2 separate regions of the Mus musculus genome follow, and region 1 is linked to region 2. A link is a contact called in public capture Hi-C data. All regions are on one chromosome and are shown on one strand. Each heading gives the region's core, a stretch centred on a gene start, on an enhancer-like site or on the middle of the called end of the contact. The rest is flanking DNA. Distances are from core to core; before and after follow the strand shown.

Region 1 (5,340 bases), core at 2,051-4,550, 530 kb before region 2:
CCGGCCTTGTTTGTTTCTAATGGATGATCCTGGATTGTTTGGGTAACTCCAGAGTAATAAAAGGAATTCTTAGAGGCAGATACTTAAAGTAGAAGGATCCAGAAGCTTAGAAAGGGTTAGGCATGTGACAGAATGAGGGGGCAGAAACATGACGTGCACCCTAGTCAACAAGCAGGAAAGCCGGCACCTCAGGCATACAGCTGCGTAGAGCTAGATTTGCCGGCAACCCGATGACCAACAGTGAACTTTTCTCTGGCACTTTCACATAAAGTTTGCCTGCCACTGTGAGGTGCAAGGATACTCATTTCAGGTATTAGTTTTTCTGAGGGCTGGAGATGATCCTAAATTGGGATCTCCTATACTGCATGAAATAAGGAAAAGCATACAGGTTCTACACAAGTTCCAGGGCAGCAAGGACTACATAGTGAGACCCTGACTTAAAAATAAATAAATTAGGGTAAATTTCAAATCAAAACAAAACAAAACGACCAAACAAACCCAAGAAACAGACAACAAAAAGCCCACAGCACAAATCAATCTAAAAAGCCACCAAGGTCTCAGCCCTGAGGGAATTTTCTCCAGCCCCTTTTGAATTTTTTTTGGTTTTGTTTGTTTTTGTTTTTCCGAAACAGGATTTCTTTGTGTAGCCCGGGCTGTTCTAGAAGGCTGTAGACCAGGTAGACTAGAGTGGCCTGGAACTCACAGTGATCTGCCCACCTCTGCTCAGGAGTGCTGGGGTTAAAGGCATGTGCCACCCTGGGTAGATTTGGGAGGATGGTTTTAGATTTCGAACTCCTTCTTCTCAGATTAACTTGATGATGCTTATAGGCCTATAATGTAAAGCTCAAAGGCAGCCCAGGATAGGGCTGTGCCTGTGTGTTACTATAGGAGGCTCCAAGATGGAGGATACAATTTACATGACAGAAGATTAAGAAGCCTCAAGATAAGGAGAGCCTGGTGGCATAGCAATCTAATAAGAAGGTGAGGGAAGCTGGGCATGGTGGCGCAAGCCTTAATCCCAGCACTTGGGAGGCAGAGGCAGGTGGATTTCTGAGTTCGAGGCCAGCCTGGTCTACAAAGTGAGTTCCAGGACAGCCAGGGCTATACAGAGAAACCCTGTCTCGAAAAACCAGAAAAAAAAAAAAGGAAAAAAAAAATGTGAGGGAACCACATGGGCACAGAGAAGGGTCCATTTGCTGAGGAGAAATGAGCAAAGAGAAAGGCTGTCCAGTGTGAAGGGAGTGATTTAGCGGGCGAAGGCAAAGTCTCTTTCTATCTATCTTTCTTTTTAAAAAAGATGTATTTATCATTATATCTAAGTACACTGTAGCTGTCCTCAGATGCACCAGAAGAGGACATCGGATCTCATTAGGGATGGTTGTGAGCCACCATGTGGTTGCTGGGATCTGAACTCAGGATCTTCGGAAGAGCAGTAGGTGCTCTTACCCATTGAACCATCTCTCCAGCCCGCAAGATCTCTTTCTTGGGCTAAGAATCTTAAGAGATAAAGGTGCCAGACCATTATGCTTGTCATTTTGCTGTTAATCCATCCTTCCTTCCTTCCTTCCTTCCTTCCTTCCTTCCCCTCTGTCTCTCTCTTTTTAAAAAGATTTATTTCCTTAATGTATATATGAGTATACAGTAGCTGTCTTCAGACACACCAGAAGAAGGCATCAGACCCCATTACAGATGGTTGTGAGCCACCATGTGGTTGCTGGGAGTTGAACTCAGGACCTCTGGAAGAGCAGTCAGTGCTCTTAACTGCTGAGCCATCTCTCTAGCCTGCTATTAATTATTTCAACCCAGGATCTCATGCATGCAAGCAATTGTCCCAGCTCATTTACTTGGGTGTTTTTTATTGTTTTTGTTTTGTTTTGCTAAGCAGGTTCTTATGGTTGAGGCTGTCTTAAACTCCCATTCGTCCAGCTTCTCCCTCTCAAGTAATAGGATTACAAGCATTCCTAGCTGTTAAATTTTGAGGGTCCCCCCCCTCCTATAGCATCCTATGTAACCCAGATTGGGCTCAACTCTGATATCTGGGGGGTGACCTTGAACTTCTGACGCTCCTGCCTCAACCTCTGAGGTTTTTTTTTTTGTTTTTTTTTTTTTTTTTTGGTTTTTCGAGACAGGGTTTCTCTGTATAGTCTTGGCTATCCTGGAACTCTCACTTTGTAGACCAGGCTGGCCTCGAACTCAGAGATCCTCCTGCCTTTGCCTCCCAAGTGCTGGGATTATAGGCATACGCCACCACCGCCTGGCTTCCCCAGACTTTCAAACACACATACAACACAGCTACCCAGCATGGGTCCAGGATGGGGAACAAAACATCCTGACATCTTCCTCATGCGGCACCACCCACTAGATTCCTCAGTACCATTCACACGGAGGCCCAGAGCTCTATGCCTCTCTTTTGCCTTACATAGTGGTTGATTGATTGCCCCAAGAACAGAGGGGAAGGGAAGGCCAACCCACCACTTGAGAGGTTTGGTTCATGGGTGTCTTGGACAACAAAAGGACCACGTAGGAGCCCCGCTTGGACAACTCTCTGGCTGTTCTCTCCCTCTACGCACTTAGTCCCTGCTCCTTGGTATCTGACTACTTCCGAGCCCACTTCGTGTCCTACATTCTATTCTGATCTGTGGCCAAGCTGGGGTTCTTCAACCATTCATTTATAGAGCAGCGAATTCCCGAGAGTCTGGGTGGGGTGAGGTGGGAGCACCGAATGAGGAGGCTTCCTTGGGAAGGTGGGCCTGTGTTCTTTAGATGACTGCAGGGAAGCTCTGCAAAGCTTCTTCATCTGGGGTGCGAGCAGAAGTGACTCAAGAGAAACTTCTCGGGGCTGAAGAGATGGCTCAGCGGTTCACTGCCATCGGTAATGGGAGCTGATGCCCTCTTCTGGTGTGTCTGAAGAGAGTTAATAATGTACTCGCATAAAATAAATAGAAAATAAATAAATCGAGAGAGAGAGAGAGAGAGAGAGAGAGAGAAACTTTTCCCGTGTAAGAGAAAAGCCACCTGGGAGAAAAAAAAAAAGCCTCTGGATTCCATCCAGCGCCCTCTCCAGACCCGCTGAGAGTACTGAGGGCGTGGCCCGAGGAGTGATTGACAGCTCGCTCGGATCAGCCTGGAGACGACGGACTCCTGCTCCTTCTGCCTACTGATCCCCAGCTCTTCGGTCCCCAGCTTCTGCGATTTTGGTTGTGGCGCGGACCAGACCGGAAGTTCTGCTCAACGACTGCCTAGTCTAAAGAGGAACACCGGAAACGTGCTCCCGACTATCGTTCCGCCTGTGCCGAGGCTATCTGTTCCGCTTCAGCGCCCGGAAGTGCGGCCTTCAAGTTGACAAGCAGGAGGACCTGCAGGACCTGCTGCCTGAGGAGTCGGAGGTGGGGTCGAGCGGGCATCCCCCTGCCTCAGAGTCCCAGAGAAGGCTGGGGCGTGCCAGGAGCGGCACGCCTGCGTGAGGATCGGTGTGCACGTTGCGAACACAAGAGGGCGCTGCAGGATCGGGGCAGGGTGCGGAGGCGGGAAACTGGGGGTAGATGTAGCGGGCCTGAAGGGGACTCTGGCATAGATAGGGTGGGAGTGAGACAGGCTGATGGAACAAGGTGCATGGCATGGGTGAGGGAGTTGTAGCGAGAATGCTGTAGGAGATGTGGGAGAGTGTGCCTTTGTTCTGAGGCATTCAGGAAGGTTCTGCTGCATCTGAGGAGTCCGGGCGTTCGAGAAGTAGGGTATGGATGGGGTTGAGGAAGAGTTATGGGTTGGCATATTATTTGAAAAAGGAGGCCGCTTGGCAGAGACAGGTTCAAAGCCTTGGTGGGTTTGAAGAATTAATTCATCATCATAGAGGTCCCAGATAAACCCGGTTCGCAGGCTCCCTCTGGCGGCCACGTGAGGGAAAGGCCTGGAGGTGGGAGTGTGGAAGGGACCCTGCATGGCGACTTCCAGTAGGCCAGGCCAGTGGTAACTGACACAATGTGTGCAATACTCCGAGAGAAAGGGAAGGGTGTTTTTGTGTTAAGGATCTAGAATCGTTGAGTCTGAGATCTCAGTAGTCCTTTTGTAAGGGGCAGGATTAAATGGGGCCCTGCTCTGGGTCTGTCCTAGAGAGACAGGCTGGTGGTCAGGGCGAATCCTGAATCTTGATTCTCTTCCCTTAGAGCAGTGTATGCAATCTGATCCAAGGGAAACACCCTTGTTTGCTGAATAAGGAAACAGGCCCAGAGACCTGGAGATATTTGCTTGATGGGTTAACTGACAATTCTGATTCCCAGCTCCTTTGCGGAGGGCGTGTGTGTGTGTGTGTGTGTGTGTGTGTGTGTGCGTGTGCGTGTGTGTGTGTGTGTGTGTGTGTGTGTGTGTGTGTGATGGAAGAATCTGTCTTCCCTCAGTATGATTAGTGCCAGGATGATAGTCTCGGGTTCATAAGAACTATGGGGATTGCTAAACAACACTGAATTTCAGCTTGCTGGCCTTTCACATCACTGGTGCATTTTCAAAGCCCAAAGTTAGCACCTCTCAGGTGATGCAAAGAAGAAACAAGGTTGCAAAGGCCTTGTTATATGTACTGTTTATTTGCTTCCCTTGGGTATGGCAGGCACAAATCCTCAGCCTCAAGGGGTGTTCCTAAATGATTCGGCCAGGAGGCAAGTTGCCTCCCCACCCTTCTGAAAACCTCCACATAACAGTAGTTAATGGGACCTGGTTCTTGAGGTAGTCATAGATCTGCTTGGGGCCTTCGTGGTACTAGGATATGGAAATCTGACTAGGGTAGACTAGAAAAGAAAACAGCCATCCGCATTGTCTCCTCCTCTTGCAGATGGCAGCCACAGAGGCAGTGCACCACATCCACCTACAGAACTTTTCGCGCTCACTACTGGAGACCCTCAATGGGCAGAGGCTAGGCGGTCACTTCTGTGATGTGACCGTGCGCATCCGTGAGGCTTCTCTGCGTGCTCACCGCTGTGTGCTGGCCGCTGGCTCACCCTTCTTTCAGGATAAACTGCTGCTCGGCCACTCAGAGATTCGTGTGCCACCAGTGGTGCCTGCGCAGACAGTGCGCCAGCTGGTCGAGTTCCTTTACAGCGGCTCGTTGGTGGTGGCACAGGGCGAAGCGCTGCAGGTACTCACTGCAGCGTCGGTGCTTCGCATCCAGACCGTCATTGACGAGTGCACACAGATCATCGCTCGTGCCCGTGTCCCCAACACCCCGGCGCCTGCGCCTCTGCCACCACCCGTGCCCCCTCCACTAGCACCCGCGCAGCTGCGCCACCGTCTGCGCCACTTGCTGGCCGCCCGCCCCCCGGGTCATCCCAACGCCGCGCACAGCCGCAAGCA
Region 2 (4,996 bases), core at 1,936-4,435:
CCAGGCTAACTGTAAAGTCTCATTAACCAAGTGTGCCACCTTAGAAAGTGGACTGTTAGGTCCTCTAGGTAAAGGCTTACACCTGTTCTTGTTCCCAGAGCAAGCATAGAGTATATTAGTATCCAGCCTGAATCTGATTCTGAACACGTAAGTAAGGAGTTTGGGGGAAGGAGTAAGGGTTGACAGCTAAAAATGGCTTTCATTCATCTCTCTCAGAAGAGCTGATGACAGAGATGTGTCTCAGCTCTGTGGAGAGGCAGGGTGACAGCAAAGCTCTGTATCATAGAAAACTGACTGGATTCCCATACCTGCATTCAGGAATCGCTAATTGGCTGACTCCTTGACCTATGCTGACTCCTTGACCTCTTGCTGCTGTAAATTAAGGAACAGTATCAACTAGGGTGGTCAGGGAAAACCCGGGAACACAGTGACCTTTCAAGGAAAAGCAGAAGTTCCATCTCACCTCGACTTGGGCTACTGGGAGCCCACCTGTCTTTCTTCCGTCCTCCTCAGCGCTTCCCTCCATGTGCCATGCTGGATCCTGAGGACACAGAGCTGTGAATAGAAAAAGAAGTCATGGAGGCACCACTTCCTAGCAGAAGTTCATCATGTACCCTATGGAAATGAGAAGTACGAGGCCCTGCTGCTGCTCCTACCATCACCAGTAAGGAAGAAAGCTACTTCTTTACCCCACAGATGAAGGAGATGGGTCTTGGAGAAGGTGACATGTGAATCCTCACAGCCTTTCTGGTCTGAGCCCTAAGTCTCTAGACACTAATTCTTGTGTTATCTGTCCTAGAGATGTCATCACCACACCACCCCTACACATACTGTTCTGACCCCTCTTTATTCCAGCTCTGTATTGAGAGCGGGACTACAAGCTCCCGTTCTAAAGAACCACTGGGTCACCAGCTCTGACCTCAGCTATGGCAGATCACTGAAGGAAGACGTTAGTACATGGCACCCGACACAGCTGAGGGTACAGGTTCTTGACTCACCCCAGGAGACAGAAGGCTCAGGAGCTGCCATCCCCCAAGACTGGTCCATGAGGGTACCTACAGAGAAGGATCAGATTATGACTGTGGTACAAAACAGTGACTAAATGTAACACAAGAAAAAAGGAGCATGACAAAGTCCTACACAGAACCCAAGGGCATCTAAAAAACAATCCAACATAAGCTGGATCTGCATAGGAGACACCTGTAGACTGTAGACTATGATCTAACAACAAGGCAATGAAAAACAGAACCCTCTGAATGGCTGAATACGTTTCTGATAAGATGTATCACCACCTAATTCTTAATTTTAAGTAGGATACTGCCTTGATGTCTATGGTGATGAAAACAAAGATAAAACTATCACATATCATTATTAACATTGTTTTAAAAATACAGATTAATATTAATAAGTGAAATACAGTATTAACGGTGAAAAACACAAGAGAACTAAAAACATTTTGACTGTATATATTGTCTTCAAAAGAGTTCTATGAGTTACTAGAATATCTTATAGAGGTCCGTTTTAGAAGCTGACTATCAAATATACAAAACTTACCTTGTTGTTTACGAATACATTTCCTCTTAACGACTACCCTGTTCTAATTTTGTACCAAGACAGCTAGACTGTCTATTATCTCCCAAAGCTGGCAGCCCTTTCTCAGCCCTGACCTACAGTAAGCCTCCTGTAGGGAAAGGTGCAGAGGAAAAAAAAAAAAAAAAAAAAAAAAGCAAGATTTGGACTCACCCCAGGAGGGCCATGGGTTGATGGCAGCCATTCCTGAGGATTAACCAGCCAGGGTCCTGCCCAGGAGCACTGCAAGTATCAGCCTAGAGACAAAGCGAAGAAAAAAAAAAAAAAAAAAAAAGGCAAAATTGGTCCAGTCTCACAAAAAGTCCAGCGAGAACAAAAACAAAGAGAACACATCCACAAAGTTAACAAGACCCCTAAGAAGCATGATAAAAACAAACAAACAAAAAAACCGCGCGCGCACACACACACAAACACACACACACACATTGTGCAGTAAGTGGAGCACAAGTAATACCAGCAATGGGGAGGCAGACAGGAGAATCCCTGGGAATTTCTGACAAGTCAATAGAGTGGAATTAGAAGCTTCCTGGTTCAGAAAGAGACCCTGTCTCAAAGCCAAGATAGAGAGCCACTGAAGAAGATACCTAATACTAACCACATAGTTATCACTGACACAGACACACTTTGGGATAAAGTGTGATCGTCTGCAAAGGTTAAAGCCAAACAACAGCCATCACCACCTGCAAGATCTTCCAGACTCAAGCCCATCGATCCCCTCTCCCCTCCCGTAGTCGCGTCAGAGACAAAAAAAAAAAAAAAAAAAAAAAAAAAAGTCTAGAGTCAGACCCCACAAATGCATGGATTCCGGGTCTTTGTGTGAGGTCCGCAACCGCTTGGTACTGAGTTTGGTACTAAGCACTGGCACACTTACAGAGAGAGACTCAGATACCCTAGGATTTGAGTCAAACAAAGCTCAAGGCAAGCAAGTTGTAAGAATCCTACACCCCCCCCCCCCCCCCCCATAACTCAAGGCAAGCAAGTTGCAAGAACCATGCACGCACACCCTAACGGGACAGCACACACACACCCTCTTGTCACTTCAAATTTAAAAGAACCTGAGCCTTTCCCAAGTCAGGTTTGACGCCCTTTACAGATCTTTGCTTGGAAGGGACCGGTTAAGAGCCTGGCTCTCCTTCAGGGCCTCCGCAACCAGGTCGCTCCAGGCGCTGGTTTCAGCAAGCTTCCCGCCTTACCTGGCTCGCGGCCACTGGCCCTGATTGCACTGCGGCTGAGCTGGCTCGGGGCTGCTGCACCGAGCGTCTGGCTTCTGTCCTGCACCGAGACAACGTCCCAGGCCTGGCCGACTCGGCCCACTAGGGCCGGCCTTTCCCAGTCTGTAGAAACAGCGCACCCAGACCCGGGACCTGGAGGGTCGAGGGCAATGGGGGCACCGAGTCGGCGAGAGAAGAGAAGGCACCCGTTGCACCCCGGCACTGAGCCAGCCCTGGCCGCAGGCGCCGCTTCTCCGTGGCCGTTCCAACGACCTGCCAGGCTCTCCGTGACAACGACATCGGTAGCCCTTCGGTCCGGAATAAGGCCTTACTTTGGCCGCGGACAATGGCGGCCGCACCCCCCAGAGTCGACCAGGACACACCGCGAGGACTATTGGGAGTTGTAGTTTCAAAGAGACGCGCTTCTCGCTGCTACCGGAAGTCGGCCAAGGCCATTTTCAGAGCCTATTCTTCCCAAGTACCGCTCTTGAAGCACCCAGACTCTTAGGTTCCGCTTGTTTCCGAGGCCTAGAAGGGCGGTGGTTCTCTCATTTGCCATCACTCCCCAGGTGATGACAGCAGGATAGTTTGGTAGGCCAGGACCTCAGTTTGAGTCTCAGTAAAATTGCAGCTCAAGCAAGGTAGCTACTTTAAAGTCGGAGCTTGATGAGGGTGAGTGATCTCTAGGAAGCACTTCCCTCAACCTTGACAAAATTGAGAACGTGGTTGTTATTATACCTTTATTTTATTTTTAGACGAAGAACATAATTCTGACTGGCCCCTTGCATATGATTGTTGGAGATTAAATTTCAATGCATGAGTTTTGGAGGTGACAAAAATATACAAACCATAATCTTTATCTTCATTTTTGTTTCCTGATGCCTTTAGATCAAATATGACATGAGAGTTCAAACTTGAACAGAGCCATCAAGTCTTATTTTGGAACGTAAATTCATATCCTGTTTTATACTGACATACTGAATTTTTTGAAACTGGCATTAAGTGATTGAATTTCATAAAATTTACCATCTTTAAAAGACAATAAAGGTTCTTTATTATCAGTCCCTGAAAATGTAAAGTGATAGCTTTGAACTAACTTTTCCCCTTTCCTTTTGTCTCTTGGTCTTAAGAAACGTCAGTTGCAAAAGGCATAGTAACTTGCAGTTTGAGACACTTCTTTGCTAGTATTTCTTGAGCAAATACATGTATCATTACTAAACCCTAAGAAACTGCAAATTTCTTTCTTCCATACAGTTACAAGAACAGAGAGATTTTCTGCACAGACTTAAAATAACAAAGTCAAAGATCTTTAGGTAGTATTAGTATAAAGAAAACAAAACAGGGTGTTTGGATTGAGATTTTGGGGAGAGGCACTCAGAGGTGGCTGGTATCCAAAAGTGATATTGTGTTCAGATCTGAAAGAAAAGAAACCACCTAGTGACTGTATGAGGAAGACATCTTTAAGCATAGAGAACAGCAAGTGTTAAGGCCTCAAAGCCAAATTGGCCTTTTCCTGTTAGAGGAGATTGGAGTCTAGGAGTAGGAGTGAAATGAGATGAGCTTCAGGGTACAGAGGCAGCATCAGGGGGTGGTGCATTAAGGTGGTTTGAGGAAACTGAGGCAAGTCCCATTGTTCTCTAAGTTGTGAACTATGGTTTGAATTTTATTCAGGTAACAAGAGGAAGCCAGTGAAGGACATGTAGAGACCTGATATGAAAATCTAAAGAGTAAGAGACTACCAATGCCAGCTCTATTATACTATACCCAGCAAAACTTTCAATCAGTAGAGATTGAGAAAAAAAGATATTATTTATTATTAGATATTTTCTTCATTTACATTTCAAATGCTATCAAAAAAGTCCCCTATACCCTACCCCCGTCCTGCTCCCCTACCCACTCACTCCCACTTCTTGGCCCTGGCTTTCCCTGTACTGGGGCATATAAAGTTTGCTAGACCAAGGGGCCTCTCTTCCCAATGATAGCCAACTAGGCCATCTTCTGCTACATATGCAGCTAGAGAATGAGTTCTGAGGGTACTGATTACTTCATATTGTTGTTCCACCTATAGGGTTGCAGACCCCTTCAGATCTTGGGTACTTTCTCTAGCTCCTCCATTGGGGGCCCTGTGTTCCATCCTATAGATGACTGTGAGTATCCACTTCTGTATTTGCCAGGCACTGGTAAAGCCTCACAGG

What was found. Capture Hi-C pulls out chosen DNA fragments and counts their contacts.
Region 1: a capture Hi-C map of embryonic stem cells shows a contact between it and region 2, with 5 times the contacts expected there. The contact joins the promoter of Zbtb45 here to the promoter of Zfp606 in region 2. A contact is called at or near these places in 9 of 39 promoter capture datasets (the 3T3-L1 cell line, cranial neural crest, embryonic stem cells and 4 more), 4 of 15 datasets of contacts at CTCF or cohesin (the NIH/3T3 cell line, embryonic stem cells, large pre-B cells and 1 more), 18 of 484 Hi-C or Micro-C datasets (the Ba/F3 cell line, CD4 T cells, cardiomyocytes and 9 more), 8 of 115 datasets of contacts at active chromatin or transcription factors (T-cell acute lymphoblastic leukemia, bone marrow-derived macrophages, cardiomyocytes and 3 more) and 4 of 9 other capture datasets (adipose tissue, embryonic stem cells, liver and 1 more).

What each region holds. Positions count from the first base shown.
Region 1 is chr7:13,007,812-13,013,151 of GRCm38.p6, reverse strand. It overlaps Zbtb45 (zinc finger and BTB domain containing 45), which reads left to right and starts at 3,300. Exons shown (of 3, transcript NM_001360833.1): 1 at 3,300-3,516; 2 at 4,823-5,340. The coding sequence starts at 4,823.
Region 2 is chr7:12,476,494-12,481,489 of GRCm38.p6, reverse strand. Zfp606 (zinc finger protein 606) reads right to left here and starts at 3,185. Exons shown (of 7, transcript NM_026112.4): 1 at 2,784-3,185; 2 at 1,744-1,826; 3 at 999-1,055; 4 at 464-555. The coding sequence starts at 1,774.